Regions from separate parts of the Bombyx mori genome. Here region 2 is linked to region 1. Evidence: chromatin contacts called from public Hi-C data. All regions are on one chromosome and are shown on one strand. Each heading gives the region's core, a stretch centred on a gene start, on an enhancer-like site or on the middle of the called end of the contact. The rest is flanking DNA. Distances are from core to core; before and after follow the strand shown. Region 1 holds the start of LOC101739077 (etoposide-induced protein 2.4 homolog). Region 2 overlaps LOC101738887 (ATP-binding cassette sub-family G member 1-like).

Region 1 (6,956 bases), core at 3,468-5,967:
GCCTCTCCCTTAGTTTATGTACAGTAATTGTAAGTCGTATGTCCTGTCAAAGAGGCTGCACGCCACGACAATGACCGTACTCCTTCTCCACACACACACAGATACAAAAACAAATACAAAATACTTTATTTTCAAAATCTAGTTAAAATAATACAATGATTGGCGTCTCCTTTTAAGCGTGCAAGCCTGCACTAGGAGACTCCGCTCTTCCATAAAAGCACGTTATATACTTTATATACTACAATATCACTAATTATATATAGCAAATGTGTGTGTGTGTGAGTGTGTGCGCGTTTATTTGTGTGTTTTACTTTAATATATTTAGAATAGCCTCTGTTTCGTCATAGTTCACACAGATAAAGCCGAAACACGTACAACAACACGAATCAACGTAAAATAGTAACAAAACTCACCTTATAATATAAGACTGAGGTATCTGAGTCAAAACGGCTAAGGGGAGTCCGAAGCCGACGAAATACGGCCAGTTGGACTCGATGAATGTCAAGCGCTTGTGCAGCTCCCAGCCCATGTTGAACCATTTGTACTCGAACGAATAGAGCGAGTACAGTAGACACATGTGAATTAGGCAGAGCAACTCGCCTACGTAGGTTAAGGGAAGCATGCTGACCAACATGCTCTGAAAATAAACGAAAACTATAGACAGTATAGACAGTGGCATAACGATCTAAACTCGCGTCCGGGACACGATACCTTTTTAGCGAATTTTTCTTTTTTATTTATGACTTAAGATAAAGATAAAGAAGCCTTTATTAACAACCTTGATTCATATTTAGGTACATACTATTAATGTAATTTTTGAAAGTTTTTTTTATTGCTTAGAAGTTTGGACGAGCTCACAGCCCACCTGGTTTTAAGTGGTTACTGGAGCCCATAGACATCTGCAACGTAAATGCGCCACCCGCCTTGAGATATAAGTTCTAAGGTCTCAAGTATAGTTACAACGGCTGCCCCACCCTTCAAACCGAAACGTATTATTGCTTCACGGCAGAAATAGGCGGGGTAGTGGTACCTACCCGTACGGACTCACAAGAGGCTCTACCACCAGTGGTATGGTATATGATAGAGGAGTATGGAAGAAGAAAACATGTTGCGCCGATTCCAGGTGACTGGGAGAAGGGCAGGGGAATGATGGTTTACTATATTATACTGGCACTAAATTTAAAATATATTTTCCAGACATTAATAATTAACAAAATCCAAAAAAATATCCAGTATTTTTTTTGTTTTGCGGGCCATTTATTTGTCGCCCCTCTACGAGTAGCGCCCGGGCGTAATGCACCCCTTGACCTCCCCACATACTCCACCGACTGTAGACTAATCGAAACGTTGTAAATATAATGACAGTAAAAAAGAAAAACATCTGTACATACAAGTAGTTTTATTTATGTGTACGATACGCGAAGACCGAAGAAAATATTACTGTTTTTATTTTTTTTTATTTTGTACATATGCAGTTTATTAGTTGGATATTTATTATTCTTTCTCAGTTTTCGATAACAGTTTCGTGAATTCAGACAACGCTTCGTAAAATAAATAATAAACTCCCGTTCGTTTACAATACTCATACTTAAACAATACGCCAGAAATTTATTTGCAGAAATGCTAAACAACTGTACAAACAGTTTGTTCAGATAAGCGACTCGCAAATTATCAGACTAGGTCAAAATAAAATAAAGTTTACGAAAAACAAAATAATGACGATCTTATGATCAATACATTTTTATAGTAACTTTCTCAATTACATACTTTTATTTTTTATTTCAAAGATGGGTAGGAGTTTGCTCCCCGCTTGGTGTTAAGTGGTGATCGGAGCTTATCGACATCATAAAGCTAAGGCCATAACCCACTTCGACATTTCCGGTCAAAGTCTCCTATAGTGGAACCGCTGATCGACCCTTGGAACCGAAATGCATTTTCCCTTTCAGTCTCTCAGTTTCCCAGAATAATATAACCACAAATTTAACTTTTGCCGAAATGTGTGCAAGAAAAATAAGAGTGACTTCAAGTAGAATTAACGAAACATAAAAATTTTCACATCTATAGATTAATCAACAAACAATTATTTTTAGTATTTATTTATTTGTGAACACATTGGTACCTACGACAATGAATAGAAACTGACAAAATTTAGTACAAGGCAGTGCTTTAGGAATTTTCACCCAGTGGATCTATGAATGAGTGAACCGTCACAATAATATTGAAAATTTTAAAATATACAGAAATATTAATTATATTCAGAATACTTATTAATTCATTAACTACTATATCGTCAAGTAGTTATGTGGCGAGGTTCACGCAAGGTTTGAAACAAAGACTAGAATTTTAATAAATGAATTATTCATTAGCCAGTTACTATTTTTGTGTACATTGAATTTGTGCAGTTAATTTTAAAATCCATACATATTGGGATGTAGATAATAGTCTGCAATCTAAGTTTGAATAATCAATACGGAAATACCTATTGGAATAGAAAGAGTGCTGTCTGGGACATAGTCTGTAAAGTCAAGCCTATAAGATCTAGTTTTACATCAAAAAAAGAGAAAAAATAATCAGATATCATGTCTATCAGAGTGCTGAAAGTATATCTAACCTAGACCTAACCTAACCTGACTTTATATGTCAAATTAATAAAAACTTATATGCTTGGATCTGAATGGTTTCTATGTGTTCTAATGGATTCTAATGGGTTCAGCATTTGGTTTGGGAATGTATCATTACTTTTCATATCATGAATTTCCATGTTTAGCGACATATTTCAGTTACTGTCTCTTCTCTTTAGCATTAGGTAACAAAAAAGATATTTGTTACTTTCATCGGCCAAATATTACCTTGGCACAATCAAAAAGTTCTTCAATTAAACATTTATATTAATGACTAGCCGTACTCGCCTGCTTCACTGGGCATTTAACATTAACATTATTATTTGTCATTATTATTAGGCAGTCCAACACTCATATAAATATTAGCCTATCCATCAAGTAGATGTATTTTCTACATGGATACCAAGTTTCAAATCAATCGGATGCATGGTTCAGTAGTTATAACGGAACATCCGTAAAAACCACTGTACATTTATATTTTAGTATAGATGTGAGTTATATATCTACCTGTACTAAAAATAAAGCTTGCACCAGCAAACTGAACAGGGAGTCCGCTATTATTTTGCTTACACTCGACATGAATTGTGGCCGGCCACGTCGATGTCGGTAAGCTGAATCAGCTATGTCCTGAAAAAAAGATTAAAACAAAATGTTTATAGATTTGAAGAAGTTAGTCAATAAAAAACCTGTTGTAGAAACTGGCAGTGTTGAATATTTACTGAAATTAATTTAATGGTGGTAGGACCTCTTGTGAGTCTGTGTGCGTAGGTACCACCCCCCGCCTATTTCTGCCATAAGGCAGTAATGCGTTTAGGTTTGAAGGGTGGGGCAGCCATTGTAACTTGAGACCTTTGAACTTATATCTCAAGTTGGGTAGCGCATTTATGTTGTAGATGTCTATGGGCTCCAGTACCCACTTAACACCAAGTAGGTTGTGAACTTGTCCACCCATCTAAGCAATAAAGCAATAAATAAAAAAAACAGTCCAATACAGAGAATAATGACCATTCTCACTATCATGAAGTGAAAAATGCTCACATATAAGTTTACTTTTTACTAATATTTTAAAATTAAATTCATATAATTTTTATGAAATTGGGAGAGACTCACTTGAAACCATAAACTGTTGACAAGTTTACTTAACAAGAACAGTGGCAGCACCCATATCATTCGGAAAGTCATTAGCAGGAATGGTTGCATCCATGCCCACACATTATGGGCTACACCAGGATCATGACCAAAAATAACCATAACTAAGTATTTAATGGCTGGGAGTAGAACATACTCAAATACTAAGATACTAAGTAAGAATATGAAGCCATTGAGTATACATGATTGTAATACTCTTGTAAGTACTTTTGATTCCCTGTAAATTAAAATGTTATTTTCACATTAATTTTGGTGTAGAGTTAGGAAACTGTTTTTTTATTATTAATAAGTGTTTATACTACATGATAATATAATTTATAATTATATTATATTCTAACTTTTTTTTGATATTTAACATTGTACAATATTAGCAGTTTTTTTTAACATAAAATTGAAAGAAACATTGTTTTTTTTTAATTAAATGGTTTAATTATAGCGCGCAATTAAAACTTTTTATCTTGATTTGAATTAGGTACAAGTGTTTTTTTACGTCATATTCAAAGTTTCAAAAAAAAAAAAAAACTTACTGTCTAACTTTGGGCTGTTTTTGTTTATGTTTAGAATCCGCATCGGTCTGTGGAGATCGGCTCAAAGCTCGCTCGTTTATTTCTTTATCTAGATATAACAGCACAGTAACTCCCCTCAAACTATCGACGAACCCCTTGATAAGCGAAACGGAAAAACTCTACAAAAATAAATAGGTAATTATTAGCTTTAAAAAATTTGTATCAATGAACAAAGACACTTTTTACTAAGACTCACTGTTATGCTTTCCATTGTTAGGAGTTCCAAAACCAAACACTTTTTAATGTTTTATTTTGTAAGTCATTTTACTTTAAAATTGTGACATTTATTTTAATTTTGACGTAATTTTCAAGTACCGTACAAGATACGTAGGTACAGCATTCATCAGATTTCACGAATGATGACAAATTGACAATGTTGAGTGTTATGACATAATTTTTGACATCAGTTGTTCCATAGATACAATTTCTTCTTCTTGGTTTGTAAGTACGGCAATGGGCTTCTGGGACTTTACACTTTCTCATTCATTTTTGTTTTTGAGGTACCAAAGTTTTGTACAGCCCATTGCTGCCAAAATCTTGTATCATTCATCATCACCATCATAATTGGTTACTCTTGGCAGAGCAGTCGTGTTCATGTGTAATTAAAGCCTTGACAGCTGCTGTTCTCCATAGTTCGTTCTCCACTGAGGCTTGGCGCACGCACTCGTTAAGTGGAGTTTTGGTAAGAATTTTCGTTTGATCAGTCCAGCGCAATTGGTTTCATCCACGAGGTCTTTTAATATTGACCCTACCCTGAACAAGTTTCTCGATAGACTCTGCTGGCCATCGCGAAACGTGTCCAAAGTATCGGGGAATCCGGGTTTGCACTGTTAACAACAATCTTTGAGAAATATTAATTTCTTTTGAGATCGAGGCGTTGTTTTTTTTTTTTGTTGCTTCTAAGTAAATCCATCTATGGATGGACTAGCTTACAGCCCACCTGATGTTAAGTGGTCACTGGAGCACATAGACATCTACAACGTAAATGCGCCACCCACCTCGAGATATAAGTTCTAAAGTCTCAGTATAGTTACAACAGCTACCCCACCCTTCGAACCGAAACTCATTACTGCTTCACGGCGGAAATAGGCGGGGTGGTGGTACCTACCCGTGTGGACTCCCAAGAGGTCCTACCACCAGCGCGATGCACAGTCCAAGATATGCGGAGCATCCTTCTCCAGCACCACATTTCTAGTGCATTGATCCTACCGTAGGGTCACATAGTTAGCTCTAAACGACCTGCTTGTTCTCGCCCGGGAGTATACCCCGCAGGTTGTACTTCTGGGCGAGACCAAGCTCCATCCTTGGGTGACATTCAGGATTCCAAACTATTTCATGTACCGACGCGATAAACTGACCCCTGCCGGGCGCCTATTCAGAAGCACTGCGGCGCTCGTCAGACGGGACGTGGTGTATGATCAGTTGGACTTGCTGGCCTTCACATCGACAAGGTCAGTCGGAGTGTGGCTCGGAGGTTGCCCTCGAGCGTGGGAAGCCGACATGAAGTTGGCGCTGTTTGCCGACGACAGCGCCTACTTCGCGTCATCCAACTTCGCCTTTGCGAACATCTCGAGGATGCAGAGATTATTGGACTTGCTGCCACAATGGTTGGACCGATGGAGGGTTGCGGTCAACGTAAGGAAGACCGCGGCAATCCTCTTCGGTCCGGTCCGTACAAGAGTCGTCTCGGGACAGCTCAGTCTCCGTGGCGTCAATGTCGAGTTTGAATCCAGCTTCCGGTATCTGGGGGTTAATACCGACGACTGGAGTTTGAAGATGACCGCCCACGCCACGTCGGCGTTGGCGGCCGCTCGCCAGGCGAGGTTTCTCCTCCGTCCGGTGGTGTCCTCCAAGCTGCGCGGAAGCCTCACACTAGGTTCGGCCCCCTGCCCGAAAAAAAAAGGACCAAGCTTCGCATTTACAACACGTTTTGTTCGCGTATCACGTACGCAGCTGCCACCTGCTATCATCTCATCCCGCAGTGTATGCGGGAGAGATTGCAGGCCTAGTAAAATCTGGCTCTTCGCGCGATAACAGGAGCAGGGCGTTACGTCAGAAATGTCGTAATCACCCGGGATTACTCCACATCTAGATGTGGAGTCGCTCGAGGAGTTAATCCGGGGGCTAGCTCGTAATCTTTACGAGTGGCCCGACGGTGAACCTCACGAGCATCTCTGCAATATAGCTCCTTTGCACGCCAGACCGCCTGAAGGTCAGGCGCTACCAAGGAAGCTATTGGAACCCCTTCATATGACAAGGTAGTCGGATTAATCGGAATGATATGGGAATGCTCATAACGAGTGCCTCTATGAGACTAAGCTGTCCACTCTCATCGTTTCCCCCACATGTTGGGGTGCCCCTCTATGCGGAACCATTGCACCAGCCCCGTGGGTGGACCACTCTCCCGTCTGGGAAGTGATCCCTCCCCGCTCAGGTGTTCCCCTTCTGGGGAGTCCTGGGTGGGTGAGTTTAACCAACCAAACCAGGTTTTTTTATAAACTAATAATTTTTTTAAATTAATAAATTTAATAATATCGAATATACATAAGATTGTATGAAAAACACTTGTAGGTTAACATTACAAAAAGTTGTTTATAAGGTGTATTTCCTTTGCTTGTTC
Region 2 (6,616 bases), core at 1,149-3,648, 41 kb after region 1:
TTTGGACTAGTTACATTTTTTTGGTATTTTTATTATGACTAAGTGGTCCCGCAGTAGTCGAAATTCGACTTTAATTAATTTAAATTATAAATTTGAACATTATTATGGTTCTATTGTCAAAGACATTAACTTCTTTATTCACAGATTTCACCAAGATTACACTATAGACAAATAATATTAAAGACAAACAATACATATTAATCTATTCTCAATTTGACCATAGACTTTAAATAATAAAAGTTTGATAATAAACAAAGTATACATGTATTTAAGTGTGTGTTTGTCAAATAGATGTTAGTGTGTGTAATGTTTTTTTATTGATTTAAGGTGTTTTTTATGCATAATTTAAAAAAATATTTACATTCTGCACTCCTTCTCTATCTTCTCTATAAGTGTGGGAAATTTCATACTGCTCTGTACGCGCAATTTTCGTAACAAGGGGTATAAAGTTTTTGCTTCACGTATTTAATATATAGATATCTTTTTCTATGCACGTATAAGTAGAATTTAAATGAATGAATCCATAGCTCGTGTTGATAGCCTCGACATTTTCTATTACTAACGCGTTGCCCGCCACACGTAAGCCATTTTCGGCCCAGTCTCAAACTATCCGTCTCGTGTATAGTATTAATATTAATGCCCAACGTGACCAGCTCGATATGCGTTATGAAAAAAAAATACACCGATTTATTCGTTCGCAGATTCTCACTCAATGTTTTTATCTTCAAACTGTATCATAGTTTTACGTCACATAATATGTCAAAACAGGTATCATAATTGAATAATAATATAAGAATTATTAACATTAATGTGCCTTCACCAAGTTTCGACCGGTTTTTTTCGATTTAATAAGACTGGTGCGGGCAAGTTTTTTGTTTAGATTTCAATCTCAGTTGAATGTCTCAATCGGCCTTAAAAAGGCGTAGGGGTTTTGGAAAAAGACAACAGTGTTGTTTTTATAATATTTCGAAGTCTTCGTGGCCTAAAGGATAAGACGTTCAGTGCATTCGTATATTGCGATGCACTGGTGTTCGAATCCCGCAGGCGGTTACCAATTTTTCTAACGGAATAAGTACTTAACAAATGTTCACGATTGACTTCCACGATGAAGGAATAACATCGTGTAATAAAAATCAAACCCGCAAAATTATAATTTTCGTAATTACTAGTGGTAGGACCTCTTGTGAGTCCGCACGGGTAGTTACCACCACCCTGCCTATTTATGCCGTGAAGCAGTAATGCGTTTCGATTTGAAGGGTGGGGCAGCCGTTGTAACTATACTTGAGACCTTAGAACTTATATCTCAAGGTGTGCGGCGCATTTACGTTGTAGATGTCTATGAGCTCCAGTAACCACTTAACACCAGGTGGGTTGTGAGCTCATCCACCCATCCAAGCAATAAAAAAAAACAGGAAAACTCTTAATCCAAAGTATTCTAAATACCACGTTCAAGATACTGTGTTAGGCTCAAAGTTTTCTAATTATGCATGTGTGCGTGCTCACGAATTTCCCAAAATTTACGTTTGACTTAGAATTTAACTACATGAAACTAGCCAATGAGGATTTAGCTAAATCGTCTGAAAGGTAAGTTTTGGACGTGGTCTATCAAAAATATAAAAGCTTACATATTTGTCGCGTTGCGAATAATGTGGTGGGTTTCTTCTTTCCCAGACCGAAACGATCCTCCACACCCTCAGCTTGATGGAACACCGTAAGACGATGACGTCGAACCTGTCCGGGGGTCAAAAGAAACGTCTCTCCATCGCTCTGGAGTTGGTCAACAATCCACCTATTATGTTCTTCGATGAGCCTACATCAGGTGCGAAAGCTCTCTATCTTCATTCATTATCTTTTCAAACTTTTATAACTAAAAACAAATAAGGGAAGACAAAACAGTTAAATACTATTATTCCTTCTATCTTTGTCTATCACTAATAAATACTCTTTAGTTAAAAATAGCCGATATTGAATTAGGAGTATCGAAGGAATCACGAGTATTCCTAACAAAAAAAAACCCAAAATATGTCACTTTTCACACCAAAGTTCATTTTAAATTTAATCTTGATTTCTCCTAAATGGTCTTAATCTGTCATTTTTTTTTTTTTTTATAGCCCTTGTAGGCAGACGAGCGCACGGCCCACCTGATGGTGAGTGGTTACCGTCGCCCATGGACTTCAGCAATGCCAGGGGCAGAGCCAAGCCGCTGCCTACCGCTTATCATATGTTATTGTTCATTTTTATCATGATTATCATATGTTTATTTTTGGTTGATTATCCGCTTTCGTCCAAAGGTCTGGACAGTTCTTCGTGTTTCCAATGCATCTCGCTGCTAAAGACGCTCGCCAGCGAGGGCAGGACCATCATCTGCACCATCCACCAGCCCTCCGCCAGGCTGTTCGAGAAGTTTGACCATCTGTACACCCTGGCGGACGGCCAGTGCGTGTACCAGGGCAGCACCGGGAGATTAGGTACGTAAGGCGTCACGGATGCGGTCGCGAGTGTCAGGAAGCTCACGTAGCGACATCTATACGTCTGGAAACTACATACCCGATCCTGTACAGCGAATGGTAAACAGTCGACGTCGCCCAAAGCACGTCATTACGGATCCTCCCGATCCATTAACGGTGCTTTTAGGTACCACAAGCACCGGTCACTTGCGACGAAGGGCTCGACGAGCGAATTAACCCACAGACACAGCCCACTGAGTTTCTCGCTGGATCTTCTCAGTGGGTCGCGTTTCCGATCCGGTGGTAGATTCTGCGAAGCACTGCTCTTGCTAGGGTCAGTGTTAGCGACACTCCGGTTTGAGACCCATGAGCTCACCTACACACATTACGGCGAAGCTGAAATAGCCTCTCAAGGCTATCAGCGTAGGTAGGAAAAAAAAGCAAACTTTAAGGCCAATGACCCTCGTTGTAAGTAATGCGCTAAACTCATTCGTTCATTGTGTTACAAAGCGTTGTGTCGACGCACTATCGACCTTGGAGTATGATGTCGAAGTCTCAATTTCGTTTAAACAAATTCCAGTACAGTATTATCTCTTTATGTTATAGACGGGATGGTGGTAGTACTTTGAGCTTCGTATAACGTTATTGTGTCTCGTATCAAGGGCGGATAGTGGTGACCAGTCACCATCAGATGTGGCGTGGGCTTTTCTGCCTACTACTAATCTCTATTCCAATTACGAAGTCCCATTTGACAGATGTCAATAATCAAGTTGTACTAGTAAAGTATTGGTATAGTCGATACTCGACGATATTGATCTTCGATTACTTATAACGAAGAAATTAAAATCGTGTCGACAGAAAAAGGATTAGCATCAAATTTAAATTTATAATTTTTTTTTATTTTTATTTAATTAGATAATATTACATGATGTTTTTATCAAGATGGAACTTATTCATCATCACTAGCCGAATACTGCTTAGTCAAATTTGAAAATTCTTTGTAGACTTAATACTGGTTATTACTGTAATGCTCGAGCAAAATATAGTTTATACATTAAAAGTAGTCATAAAGTGTAAAGTAAAGTACTTTAAGACAAATATTTTGTTTGTAAGGAAACTAGCGACATCTTGTAGCGGATGCCCCTATACTTATATGTTGTCAAAGTTTAGGTATATAATTATTGTATAACTACATATTATACAATCATTAAATGCTTTAACTATGTAGGAAATAGGAAATAGGGAAATTGAGTAGGATAGGTTTAAATACAGAACATTAAAAAAAAAAACATACGAGTCTTTATTTGTTATAAACAATTTCATTAAATTTCATCAATTTGTTGTTTCGGAAAATTTATAAAATCCTTCATTCAAAATAAAATATAGGATAGGTAATATGTTACTGCCATCTACAGGAGCAATGAGAAACTAATCGAAGCGAAGCCATCTAGTGGCCAACGCCCGTAAACATTTTTGTTGAGCGCTTGAAGTGCTTATCTATTACTAATTATTACTAATGTATTATTGCAGTCGACTGGCTTGGCAGTCTGAAGCTGCAGTGCCCTTCTTACCACAATCCGGCTTCGTTCATAATCGAAGTGTCTTGCGGCGAATATGGCAACAACACTGGCAAACTGGTGCGAGCTATTGACAACGGAAATAATGATATAAGGTACGGTATGTGCCATTGGAAGCAGACTACCATACGGCCACCTAATGGTGAGTGGTTACCGTCGCCCATGGACATCAGCAACGCCACGGACACGGTTGCCTGCCGTTGAGCACGATGCGCTAACTTCATGTGACAAAGGACATATCGTAGCGCTCTGGAAGCCCGTGGAGCGATTTCATTATAAAGCCGAATGGTGCGTGTCTAAAATTTCTAGAAAACGTTGGAAATTTATTTCATGTTTGTCTTAACGGAACACCAATAACAAAATCTAGAATGTTATCTCAAGTGCATCAAAATTTAAGTCACTAAATACAATATAATGATACTAATATTCTGTATCCTTTCTTATCGTCAAGCGAAACTTCAATCCTAACGAATGACGTAATTAATCATTTGCGACTTATTATTGTGCATTAACGGATTATCTATTTATAATTTCGTCGTATCAGCTTGGACCCAAGTGACGTCACACGCAAATTTATAGTCGGCAGCACGGGGAGGGTAGGAAGCAATTGAAACATTACAGAGTGCATAATTATTTTTTTTATTACTTAGATGGGTGGACGAGCTCACATTTTTTTTTTTATTGTTTAGATGGGCGGAGCTCACATTCCACCTGGTGTTAAGTGGTTACTGGAGTCCATAGACATATACAATGTTAATGCGCCACCAACCTTGAGATATAAGTTCTAAGGTCTCAAGTATACTTAAAACGGCTGCCCCACTCTTCAAACCTGAAACCTTCTGCCGTGAAGCAGTAATGCGTTTCGGTTTGAAGGATGAGGCAGCCGTTGTAACTATATTTGAGACCTTAAAACTTATATTTCATGGTGGATGGCGCATTTACGTTGTAGATGTCTATGGACTCCCGTAACCACTTAACATCAGGTGGGCTGTGAGCTCGTAACCAGACTCGATAACGTTTCAGAAACGGTATGCCCTTCCCGGATCAAACTCCGGACTACAACAACAAGAAGGACATGGAGGTGTCCCTTCGTGCCGGGAGCAATTGGGACAAAAACGACCTCAGCCAGGTCCAGGAGAAGTTCAAGGACAACAACTCGAACGGCGCCAACGGGCACGGGAACTTGCAGAACGGGATCCTGCAGTACGCCACTAGCGAGGTCTCTAAAGGTGCGCCCGACAGAAGACCTTAATATATTAATTTCTTTGATTTCAGTCTTCATACAAATTAACAGTATAACCAAAAACTTGGTAAGGTTAATTTAGCTTCAGTAACTTTTAGCAACAGCTACAAATCGCTGCAAACCATAATGGAATACATCCGCTTTCGGGGCATAGGCTAGCAAGCCATTGAGTAGCGAGACAGCACGATGTGTTAGAGAGTTATACATTTTTAATTATTGCACCCACTTGGTGTTAAATGGTAACCGGAGCCTATAGGCATTTGCAACGTAAAGGCCGCAACCTACCTTGAGATATAGTTCTAAGGTCTCAGTATAGTTAATGGCTGCCCCACCCTTCAAACCGAAACGCATTAAAATAGGCAGGTGGGTGGTATCTTACCCGTGCGGACTCACAAGACGTCCCACCACTATAAAAAAAACTCCACGAGCTTCGTTTGAAAAAGAATGTATTACCACAGAGAAGGGTTTCCTCACACCCTGTATATTTAATTTGATAGGCGAACCGTTGTCGTTGCAAATGGACACGGACAAGCAGGACAACGCGGCGGCCGCGCTGCTCGGCACCGAGGGCTCGCCGGAGCGGTACGCCACCTCCGAGTGGAAACAGTTTTGGGTCGTATTGAAGAGGACCCTCTTATTCAGCAGGCGAGATTGGGTAAAAACATTTTTTTGAAGTGAAACTTCTTTAGAATCGTTGTGATTTCAAACTCGATGAAACGAAATGAAACGAAACGAAAAAATAAGTCCACAGAGACACAAACACATAAATGTATAGGATTCAGCCGGCGAGAGAATGAGATAGAACACGCATTATACGTGAAGTTAAAATATCAAGATCACAGAGGGCGCTACCTCACATACTATAAAAGATGATTTACAATTATTTACTAATGACAAAATTTTACATATACTTAGACATTTAGGGTAATTGTATTTTAATTTTTCAAAGTTTCACTTCTACCACGTGTGAAATTGCACATATGTTGTTTTTCTTCTAATTGCCCAATTATAATCGACTCTATCAAACGTGACATAAAGAGTTGTTTTTGATTAATAAAAAAAAATGTTTGGACATTTTCGTGGCGGTAACAATGGTAGTACGGTACGATACAGTGATGCAATAAAGATTGCGGCTTCGTGTTGTAAAGTGGATGTCGACATTGATGTCCATGGGCCCGGTAAACTCTTAGCATAATGCAAAGCCGGGTCCCGGATGTGACGGTTCCTCCTGTTGGCTCCAGACCCTGATGTACCTGCGGCTGTTCGCTCACATCCTGGTCGGCTTCCTCATCGGGGCGCTGTACTACGACATCGGAGACGACGGCTCCAAGGTGCTCTCCAACCTCGGC

What was found. Hi-C and Micro-C count contacts between places; a contact is called where the count stands out from the background.
Region 2: a contact with region 1 is called in a Hi-C map of posterior silk gland, with 1.7 times the contacts expected there. The contact joins the enhancer-like site here to the promoter of LOC101739077 in region 1. A contact is called at or near these places in 5 of 7 Hi-C or Micro-C datasets (midgut, posterior silk gland, an unstated tissue and 1 more).

The regions. Positions count from the first base shown.
Region 1 is chr12:14,273,191-14,280,146 of ASM3026992v2, forward strand. LOC101739077 (etoposide-induced protein 2.4 homolog) reads right to left here and starts at 4,718. Exons shown (of 7, transcript XM_004926739.5): 1 at 4,533-4,718; 2 at 4,298-4,455; 3 at 3,732-3,987; 4 at 3,129-3,248; 5 at 414-637. The coding sequence starts at 4,547.
Region 2 is chr12:14,316,158-14,322,773 of ASM3026992v2, forward strand. LOC101738887 (ATP-binding cassette sub-family G member 1-like) reads left to right here. Exons shown (of 14, transcript NM_001279469.1): 5 at 1,672-1,819; 6 at 2,292-2,468; 7 at 3,978-4,119; 8 at 5,048-5,253; 9 at 5,765-5,922; 10 at 6,509-6,616. Among protein-coding and RNA genes, the nearest start is that of LOC110385297, 18 kb to the right of the region's middle. Within about 2 kb of position 2,399, at least 5 of the 8 cell types and tissues checked have open chromatin away from gene starts, as enhancers often do.